2 separate regions of the Macaca mulatta genome follow, and region 2 is linked to region 1. Evidence: chromatin contacts called from public Hi-C data. All regions are on one chromosome and are shown on one strand. The core of a region is the stretch at or near the end of the contact, and the rest is flanking DNA. Distances in the headings are between cores, read along the strand shown.

What was found. Hi-C and Micro-C count contacts between places; a contact is called where the count stands out from the background.
Region 2: a Hi-C map of fetal cortex germinal zone shows a contact between it and region 1, with 2.1 times the contacts expected there. The contact joins the promoter of SNX3 here to the promoter of NR2E1 in region 1. A contact is called at or near these places in 3 of 14 Hi-C or Micro-C datasets (blood, fetal cortex germinal zone and fetal cortical plate).

What each region holds. Positions count from the first base shown.
Region 1 is chr4:13,277,170-13,282,214 of T2T-MMU8v2.0, forward strand. It overlaps NR2E1 (nuclear receptor subfamily 2 group E member 1), which reads left to right and starts at 2,102. Exons shown (of 9, transcript NM_001265967.2): 1 at 2,102-2,190. The coding sequence starts at 2,166.
Region 2 is chr4:13,373,077-13,378,126 of T2T-MMU8v2.0, forward strand. SNX3 (sorting nexin 3) reads right to left here and starts at 2,466. Exons shown (of 4, transcript NM_001257953.1): 1 at 1,998-2,466. The coding sequence starts at 2,159.

The sequences.
Region 1 (5,045 bases), core at 852-3,351:
CACAATTCCCCAATCTCGTCCCAATTCGGAAAACGGAGGAGGAGGGAATAACTTGAGAGATAAAGGTCCCCCATCTTGCTCTTTCCAGCGGACCCCAGCCTTCGTGGCGGCGCTCCACTCGGGAGGACACAGGCTCTGGTGTGTGTGGTGTGAGCGACCCCGAGCTCGAGGCCAAGCCAAGGCTGGGCAGAAAGTTGCAATCACGTGCTATCGCAGCCCACGGGAGCGCACAGCCCTCTCCCCCTGGGACGCCCGGGCGGAGGACCTGCTGCGCCCTCCCAGGGCTCGGGGGACTCCAGCATTCACTTGCACGCACAGGCAAACTCTGATTGAAAGCCGGGGATGACACTGAGTCTGGAGAAAGAGGGACCGGGGGTGGGCTGGCGGAATTGCAGAGCGGGGGCCACAGCTCCCCTCCCAGCTAACGTCGAGCGGAGGGCGGGAGGTGTAACCTCTGACCTCTGGCCGGGCCCACGCCCTGAGCAGAGACTGGGAAGCTCTTGTTCGACAAGTTCAAGCTGCCGAGAGAGCTTAAATAGAATTAATCTCTTAGAGATCGGGGATCATCGCTCCCTCGGCATGCGCTCTCCCAGCACTGCGCACAGAGCAAGGCGCGAGAGAGCTCAGGAACCGCGGGAAAGCAAACGGAATGGGGCCAGGGTAAGGGATGAGACCCGCTCTTCATGATCCCTCCGCCCGGAGAGCCGGAACCCGCGATGCCCGCAGAGGACAAGCCGCGGGAGGGAACGCTCTGCCCTCCTGCCGCCCCGGTGCAGATAATGGAGCCGACAAGAGATTCGTTCAGCGTCGGATGGGCCAGCTCCGCTTGGGGAAGCTGGCGGTACCCTCCCCTCAGCTGGAGACCAAACCCACCTCGCGAAGGCCGAAGGAACGCGCAACCTCCGGAAGACCCCATCCTCAGCCCTGACTTTCCGTAGATATGTGCAAAATGAGTAAATTACTCACCTCGGGCCAGATCCAAGTTTTACCCAACAGAAGGGGCACGGGACCAAGAATGAACCAACTCACATGGCCGTGACCGGCGCGCACAATCACACGCCAGCACAGAGCCACCCAATTTCTTCCGCGAATCTATCTGGCACTCTGGAGAGAGGGGGAAAAGCGTTTTGAGAAAGCCCCGTCACCCCTCCCCTTCCTTCTTGCCGTGAAATATACGAATTCATTTTTATTACGAGCCGCACCGTCCTCACCATCACGCACGCACAGAGCCACACTCCCGTATTCACACTTTCTAACTCGTAAGCTCCGAGAGCGCCTGCATTTTCTTTGGGAGCCGCTTGGAGGTTCATTAATATCATTAGCATTTAACCCCCTCCCTCTTCCCATCCCCTCCCCGCACATGGCTGACGTCAGACCCCGCCAGGAGTTGGGGGAAAAGCTAAGTGGGCCAGGGACGCCCTATTCCCCTCCCCGCGGCTGCCTGTCAGAGCGCTTCTGGAGATATTACAGGGGACCCAGCCCGCAGCGACAGGCACAAAGTCACGGGGTAATGAACTTCGGGGACCCTTCGCCGCTGCGTGCGCGGCTCTCCCCGGAAACCCGGACCTGGCCGCCTCTTCCCTCGGAAGATTTCCCAGCAATCTAGTTACCCCACTCTGCGCTCGGGTTCCGGCAGCGCGGAGCCCGTCTGCCTCTGAGACTGCGGTTGTGTTTTCCTTCTTTCCTTGGGAGACCAGCGGTCGGCAGAGATTGCCCACACTCTGCATACCTATGTAGAGGGAGAGATTGAAGACTGAGTGACAGGAATGGGGAAAAAGAGGGATTTCGCTCCGTAGGAAGGCCATTTTCCTGTCTCCATCTCTGTCCTTCAACATCCCTCTCTTGCTGTTCTCCCTTCTTCCTCAGTCTTCCTGTCCATCTTTTCATCTGTCGGTCCATGTGTGTGTCCATATCAAGCAGCATTCCCAGCAGCTGCGGTTTTGCAAGAGCCGGGAAGAAACTTAAGGATGCTTAAATTTCTACTGTGGAACGAATTCTGAGCGCCCAGGGAGCAGCGCAGCGCGCGACTGACACCCACCTGTCCTGCCCAGGAGCCTTGCAGGCTGGAGGGCGGCTGGAGAGCGGCGGCGCCGAGCGGCGAGGCGGGCGCTGCCGGCCGGGACTCGGGCAGCGCCCACCAACCGCTCCGCCCCGGGACAGCCAGCATGAGCAAGCCGGCCGGATCAACAAGTGGGTACCTCTCCGGCCGCCGTGGGGCCTAGACGCGCAGCCTGGGGCGGGCGAGCAGGGAGGCTGGGGAGGTCCTGCCTGGAGCGCTGCGACTCCGAGCCCCGGGACTCCAACGGGCGTGTGCGTTCGGCCCAGCCCTGTAGACCGTGAGTTGGAGCATTTCGTGGTGAGGGGAGAGCTGTTTCGTTGCCTCTGGATTGCTTGATCCCCCCTGTCTGGTGCGGTGAGAAGGTTACGACCCGCGCAGCCCACCAGTCGGATGAGTTGCCTACATTTAGCCGCCAGGTGCTGGGTGGGGGGAGCCATGGGGGCGGGAACTGGGCCGCAGTTTCAGGCAATAGCACAATAACACACTCGCTCAAAACTCCGAGCTCCAGCGCGCAAAAGCAACTCTGTGCAAAGCGGATTTTGAATGGAATGCTTTGCACCCCGTTTCTAGCTATTTCAAATAATCCTGCAAACTGGGAAGCAGAAACAATTTAAAAGTCACATTTTCCTTAATCCTAAATCCGCGTAGGTCATAACTGGGGAATTTAAAGTATGGCGAACCACTCTAGCAAAGAGAGGACCAAATCCCTAATCCCAAGGACTTTTCGAGCCGGAGCCCAGCAGAGGCAGGAGTGCTCGGCCTGCTCACTCCGTGCGCTTCTCTCCTTCCTCGAACTTCCTTAGTTGCCGGCTCTCCGAACCCCAGGCCGCAGCTGACCTCTCACCACCCCGAGACTCAGGAGCGCCGGGCTAAGTGTGTGTGCGAGGGCATTTGCTTGCACCGTGCCTGCGGAACCCAAGAATGTGCAGGCCCGAGCCAGCGCTGAGCAGGCGCAACCACGGTGCTCAGATCTCCCGGGGGCATTTCAGTTCCCGCCATCCCGTGGCCCACGGCTGAGGGCTCCAGGGTCTGAGGCTGGGGACGACCGTTGCCGCCGCAGTCCCCATATCCCGAAGTTGCCCTGCTGCCGGTGTTGTTTTCGCGGATAGCATTTTTGGCGCTCTATGCGTTCCTTCCCGCCCCCTCCCCCTTTCACTCGCCCTCATTGTCCTGAGTCTTTGAAAGTTGGGAGAATCGGAGATACTTCTGAGGACTGGTAATGAAGTCTCACTTAAGTGGGATGCAATTCCCGCCCTCCTACCCCCTTCCAAGAAGGAGGTTGTGTTTTCACTTTGTCCGTTGGTTTTGCTTTGGGTGCTGATCTTTTAAAAATTAGAGTAAAATGAACGTGAACAAAAAGAGAAGGAGAAATGTTTCGAGCTGGGGCAGAGGGAGCAGAGAAGGAGCCCTAACCGCGGCCTGAATGCAGAGCGGACCCTGGCGCAGGACTGAGTTTCCCGTTAGGCTCGGGCCTACTCTGACCCTCGCTGTTGGAATTTCCAGGAGGCAAAGCGACCTCGATTTTTGTTGCCCGCATTCCCGGGCGTGAGTGTCCTTCCCAGGAGGTACAGGAGGCCGTTTCTGTTGCATTCTGAGCCTCCATTGCAAAAACTGAAGCCCGCGGGTCTCGGCAGGCCTCCTAGCTCGCTCGCCCCGGGACAGGCCCTCGCCTACACCCCTGGAAGTAAGGAGCACCGGGCTCTTTCGTCCATTTCAGGGTGCGGAGCCGCTGGGGCCCTTGAAAGGTGAGGCCTCAGAGGCGAGGGAGGGGTGAGCGGGGAGCTCTGCCCGCCTGCGGCTGCGCCCCTGCTGTGGACTAGGAGGCAGGCCAACCCTCCAGACTTTGGGGGAAAAACCACAGTGGGCTCATTGCGGAAACTTTGGCCGTTCCAACTTCCCAAGAGCCTGAGGGAGGCCTTGGAAGCCTCCAGCCCCGGCTCAGGTCGGGACGCGGCTGCTGAGCTTTCTCAGGCCCGCAGGACAGAGGCCCCCGCCCGTGGCGCCGCTGCATCTAGGCCCTTTCCAAACCGGTGGCGGCAGCCAACCCGAGACCTGCGTCCCTCGGGCCCGGGGCGGCGAGGAGGTCGGCGCGCAGCGGGCCGGGTCAGGACTGGGTCGAGCAGCCAGAGCTGCAGCCCCCGCCTTGCCCAGCTTCTCGCGGCTGGAGAGCAGAGCGATGTCACCCGGAGCCCCGCCTGGGTGGTAACGAGACCCTGGCCAGTCACCCCTGCAGCCCAGACTAACTTCTTTCAACAGCCTCTGATGGTAATTACAGTAATCGAAGCTGCCATATATCTTTAGGCAATTATGACACACAAAAAGCCCCGAGGGGACCCCCTGGCGAGGGAAGTTAAGAACGGTTTTCCAGCTTCAGGAAACTCCGGCTCGCCTCACGTCGGAGCTCACTCGGCTTGCTAAATGAGAGGAGCTTTGCAACGGGGTCAACCAGCTTGTCTCGTGACCCCAAGTCACCTTAACGTGGCTGGGTGGCGGAGTCTGAGGCACAGACCCGCTATGCCCCGGAATTTTCGCGTCCCTCCCTCCTGGGCCCCGCCCCAGCCCGGTTGCCTGTCTCTAATCTACCCCAGGAGCCGCGGCTCGGAGGTCTGCGCAGAGGCAGGACTTGCACTGGTGGTGGCCTAGGGGGCAACAGTCCGGAAGCTCGGGCGGGGGAGTCCGAGGAGGGGCCCCCACCCTGCACTGGTCTTCCCTCCACCCTTGTCGGGTTCTCCAGCGATGCTGTCCTGGGCTTCCTGTCCGGATGGGAAGTGGGGAAAAAGAGACCCCATCACTGCTCCTCCCACTCACTCATCTTGGCATCTTCAACGGTGCCACGGGGAAGAGGACAGCTGGGGTGACAGTACTGCTGGGCCCCAAACGTGGACCCTGGAGCGGTCAGAGGGCGCGTGTTATGCAGAGGATGGTTGTAAAATATGGAAACCAAGTTTACTGCTTGCAGAGTGAGTGCCCGTGCAGCGGAGCTCCA
Region 2 (5,050 bases), core at 1,216-3,715, 96 kb after region 1:
AGTGCTGGGACGAGAGGCGTGAGCCACTGCACCACGCCCAAAAACCATTTTTAAGCGTCACATCAGTTATTTGCTAAGGTATTAGTTGTATTTAAAAAAAAAAAAAAGAGGATTAAGTTATTATACTAGAATCCATTTAATATAATGCACTCGGCAAGATAAACTCAAAGTTAGTAAGTGGAGGAAGTGTAGGCAGGATATTCCAATTCAATTTTGTGACAGGAAGTACCTGCTATGGAAGTCTAGAAACAAGAATACCAAGTTCTGTTTTAGCACAAGAGAAAAAAAAAAAAAAGAAAGAAAACACTGGTGTATAGGGCAAAAGAGGAAGTTCTTTTTAGTGAACCATCTGTCAGGTATTACAATTAGAAAAACATTCACTTTTCCGCTAGGTTTATGTGGGAATGTAGTTCCCCAGGTGTACTGGAGCCTGGATTTTGCAGTTTCCCTATGGCAACATAGCCTATGATTCAATTTTTATTTATTTATTTAGAGACAGGGTTTCGCTCTTGTTGCCCAGGCTGGAATGCAATGGCCCGATCTAGACTCACTGCAACCTCTGCCTCCCTGGATCAAGCGATTCTCCAGCCTCAGCCTCCCGAGTAGCTAGGATTACAGGCACGCGCCACCACACCCGGCTAATTTTTTATTTCTAGTACAGATAGGGTTTCTCCATGCTGATCAGGCTCCCAACCTCGGTGTTCCGCCCACCTGGTCCTCCCAAAGTGCTGGGATTACAGGCGTGAGTCACCGCGCCCGGCCTATGATTCACATTTTACACATCCATAAGAAGACAACAGTGGCTTGAAACAGTAAACTATTCGTTTCATATTTTAAAGTTTAACTTTTTAAAATCAATACTAACTACATAAGAATCATTTTTTAAAAATACTTAAGTTTCACAACTTAAGTGAATATACTACTGAGCTGTCCACTTAAAAATGGTTAGGATGGCAAAGTTCACGTTTTGTGTTTTTCACGACACAAAGTGCGTAAGTTAATGAGAAATTATTTCACTTAAATGTTAATAGTAGCTTGTCATATAAATTTTGATTAAAGGCAAAATCCTCATACTTAATTTTTAATAAAGTAATTTGCTGTCATCTTTAAGTTAATGTAATTAATTTTTAAAGATGCTTCCATACATGGGCAAATTCTTTAATACTTAACTATAGAGTGAAAGTGAAGCACTATTTTCAATATCTTTCAAATCATCTGAATTATTTATTGCCAACAAACACTAGTTGTGAAATTAGGTATATTTTATTTCTGTTGATTTCTTCATTCAGTTAAATGCAAATCTCGAATTAAGACAGCAAGATCTCTAAATAAATAGGCTTTTCTTAAAGCAACTGTAGTTTTGGATTATGAGGTAAGTGACACCACACTTCAGCCTTTAGCAGGGCGGTGGCCCAAAGTGCTTAAGTCAACCATGTCCAATCACCCTTCTGGTCTGGCTCAGCCCTATCAAAAATTGTCAGGCTTCTGTGAACTTTCATTAAGTCCCGTTTAGAAGACTACACAACCTAGGTTACTTTAGTAGCTCGGGAAGGGCCTGGAGCAGCGGGCTTGGCTTGCTACCTCTGGGAAGTCTCCAGGAAGAGAAAACTGGGAAAAGGCTTTAACTTTGCGCAAGCCCCTTCTCTCAGTCAACATCTCCTTCCCTTCCCAGTGAAGGGATGTGTTCTCGAAAGATCTACCCCTTTCCAACTCAAATGTCATTCCCAGATCAGCTGCTGGAGGGGCAAGCGGCGCTCAACCCACGCCCTCCTCTTCGAGCACCTTCTCCAAGTGCTAGGGCGCCGGGCTCGCTCTGCAGCCCCCCACACCAGCCCTACAGGAAGAGGGGCCCTGGCTCACGACCCCGGCCAGCCTCTGCAAGGGGGCTCCCGGCCTGGGCGGCTGTGGCTGCCCGCGGAGGTTCACTCCTGGGCCGAGTGGGGGGTGACCAGAGCCAGCGGGAGGGGTTTCTTGGGAGAGGGGAAAGACGGCCTCACCTTGACCCTGATTTCGTAAGTGGTGAAGCGGCCCCGGCCGACCCCCACCGTCTGCGGGTTGCTCACATCGATCTCGAGGAAGTTGCTGGGGGGTCCGTAGGCATCATTCAGGTTCTGCGGCTTGGTGATCAGCCGCCGGGTGTCAGCCACGGTCTCCGCCATTTCGCTCTAGCCGCCGCCGCCACGGGCTCCCTCCGCCCCCTCCGCGTTCAGCCTCCGCCGCCGCTGCTGCCCGCCGTGGGGACACGGGGCTCGCGCGCAGCGGTCGCGAAGCGAACGAGCACGTAAAGCGGCCGTTCACCCCGCACGCGAAGCTCCTCCCCGCGCCCCTCAAGCTTCCGCGTCCGAGCCCAGGGGAGAAACAGCTGACTCGCTGGAACGCCGCGCTCGGGTCCCGGGAGGCCGGTCGAGGCTGGGGAGGGGCACTGCGGGTTGGGGTGTGAGGAGAAGCGGTGTCATGGGACTCGCGGTTGCAAACAGGTTCCGGCCGGACTACAGCGCCCACAATGCACCGCGAGCGCCGCCGCCGCGGGGCTGCGGCCGATGAAGCGAGGACCCAGACGCCGGGGGGCGGTGCTTCCTGTCTCTCTGCGCCAGCCTCGGCCTGCGGCGGGGCAGAGCGCCGGAAACGGCCTTCGCGGCGTTAGGAATTGCGGGCGAAAGTTAAACGGGGGGATTTTAGAGATTCGCCAGCAAATCGAAACAAAACTGCCCCTACTAACTGTACCAACAGTGAACCCTTGAAAATGCCTTTCTGGAGAGGGTTAAACAAATGCCTGAAATGATTTTGCCATAAACCTGAGCGTTCCACCAGACACCCATCTGGATTGATAACTTGAAACCAGTAAAGTGTGGGAGTGAAATAAAAACAAAAGCCCTAGCTAAATTCTAGCATTATGGTCAAACCATATTTGGAGACAGGTCGGCCCGCTAAAACAAAGTAACAGTAGACCGGCTGCAAGCTGCCTTGGGTGTCCACTTTCATTTCTCACGAAGTCCTGGTAAGTTTTTTTTTTTTTTTTTTTTTGAAAATATTAAACGTACCTCTACAGGACTGGAAATGCAACTCACATAAGCCTTTTTCAGAAACGGGGAGGAAGGCCGGGCACGGTGGCTTATGCCTGTAATCCCAGCACTTTGGGAGGCCGAGGCGGGCGGATCACGAGGTCAGGAATTCGAGACTAGCCTTGCCCACATGGTGAAACCCCATCTCTACTTAAAAATGCAAAATTAGCTGGGCGTGGTGGTGTGCGCCTGTAATCCCAGCTATTTAGGAGGCTGAGGCAGGAGAATCGCTTGAACCCAGGAGGCGGAAGTTGCAGTGAGCCGAGCTCGCGCCGTTGCACTCCAGCCTGGGCAATAGAGTGAGACTTCGTCTCAAAAAAAAAAAAAAAAAAAAAAAAGAAACGGGGAGAAAACCCAGTTAATTAGGAATTAGGTCCTAGTTCATCTCTCATGGTCTAATGGGAAATGCAGATTTTAAATGTTGAGATACGATACATTTTTCTCTCTGTCCGGAGAGTTATCCCTCTTAATGGTATGGTCTCACAACTATTTCTGCATTTTTTAATACGTCAAGTTTAATCCTATAATTACTTTAACCTGATCTTCCCCTCTCCCCCCTTTTTTTAGATTTTAAGTTATTAGTAATTATTTGTGGAGACGGGATCTCACTATGATTTCCAGGCTGGTCTCCAACTCCTAGCATCAAAGTGATCCTCCCGCCGCAGCCTACCATAAGTACTGAGATGGCAGGCATAAGCCACCGTGCTCGGCCTGATCTGTCCCTTGATCCCTTGAACTGAAATTTTCTTTCCTTTTCTTTTCTTTCTTTTTTTTTTTTTTTGAGACGGAGTCTCGCTGTGTCGTTCAGGCTGGAGTGCAGTGGCGCATCTTGTCTCACTGCAATCTCCACCTTCCGGATTCAAGCGATTCTCCTGCCTCAGCCTCCCGAGTAGCTGGGATTACAGGCGTGCGCCACGACACCCAGCTAACTTTTGTGTATTTTTAGTAGAAACGGGGTTTCGCCTTGTTGGCCGGGCTGGTCTCGAACTCCTAACATCAGCCGATCCGCCTGCCTCAGCCTCCCAAAGTGCTGGTAGTACAGGCGTGAGCCACCGTGCCCGGCCAACAGCAACCATTCTTAATAACACTAAGAAACACTGGAATAAAAAGAAATTACTTGGCCGGGTGCGGTGGTTTACTCTTGTAATCCCAGCACTCTCGGAGGCCGAGGCGGGCGGATCACCTCAGGTCGGGAGTTCGAGACCAGCCTGACCAACATGGAGAAACCCTGTCTCTACTAAAAATACAAAATTAGCCAGGCGTGGTAGCACATGCCTGTAATCCCAGCTACTCGGGAAGCTGAGGCAGGAGAATTGCTTGAATCTGGGCGGTGGAGATTGTGGTGAGCCGAGATCGTGCCATTGCACTACAGCCTGGACAACAAGAGCAAAACTCCGTCTCAAAAAAAAAAAAAAAAAAAAAAAGAAAAGAAAAAGAAATTACTTAAATACAATGTATATTATTTTCCAGAAAACAACATTCATTTATTCATTCAACAAATATTTGTTGAAGGCCTATTAGATGTTTTCATTCTAGGTGCTAGAGATTAAAGGGTAGATAAGTCAGGTTTATAACCTAGTATATAGTCTATCTTAGGGAGACAAATCAGTAAATAATACACCTGCCAATATGATTGGTGCTATGAGACAAAACTGAATAATGTGACAGATAGCGACAGACAAGCTCATTAGATATTAATGCTGGGCATGTCTCCTAATACAACAGACCAAATGGGAATTTGACTGGTATGATTAGAAATGTGAGCTCAAGCCGGGCGCGGTGGCTCAAGCCTGTAATCCCAGCACTTTGGGAGGCCGAGACGGGCGGATCACAAGGTCAGGAGATTGAGGCCATCCTGGCTAACACGGTGAAACCCCGTCTCTACTAAAAAATACAAAAAACTAGCCGGGCGAGGTGGCGGGCGCCTGTGGTCCCAGCTACTCCGGAGGCTGAGGCAGGAGAATGGCGTAAACCTGGGAGGCGGAGCT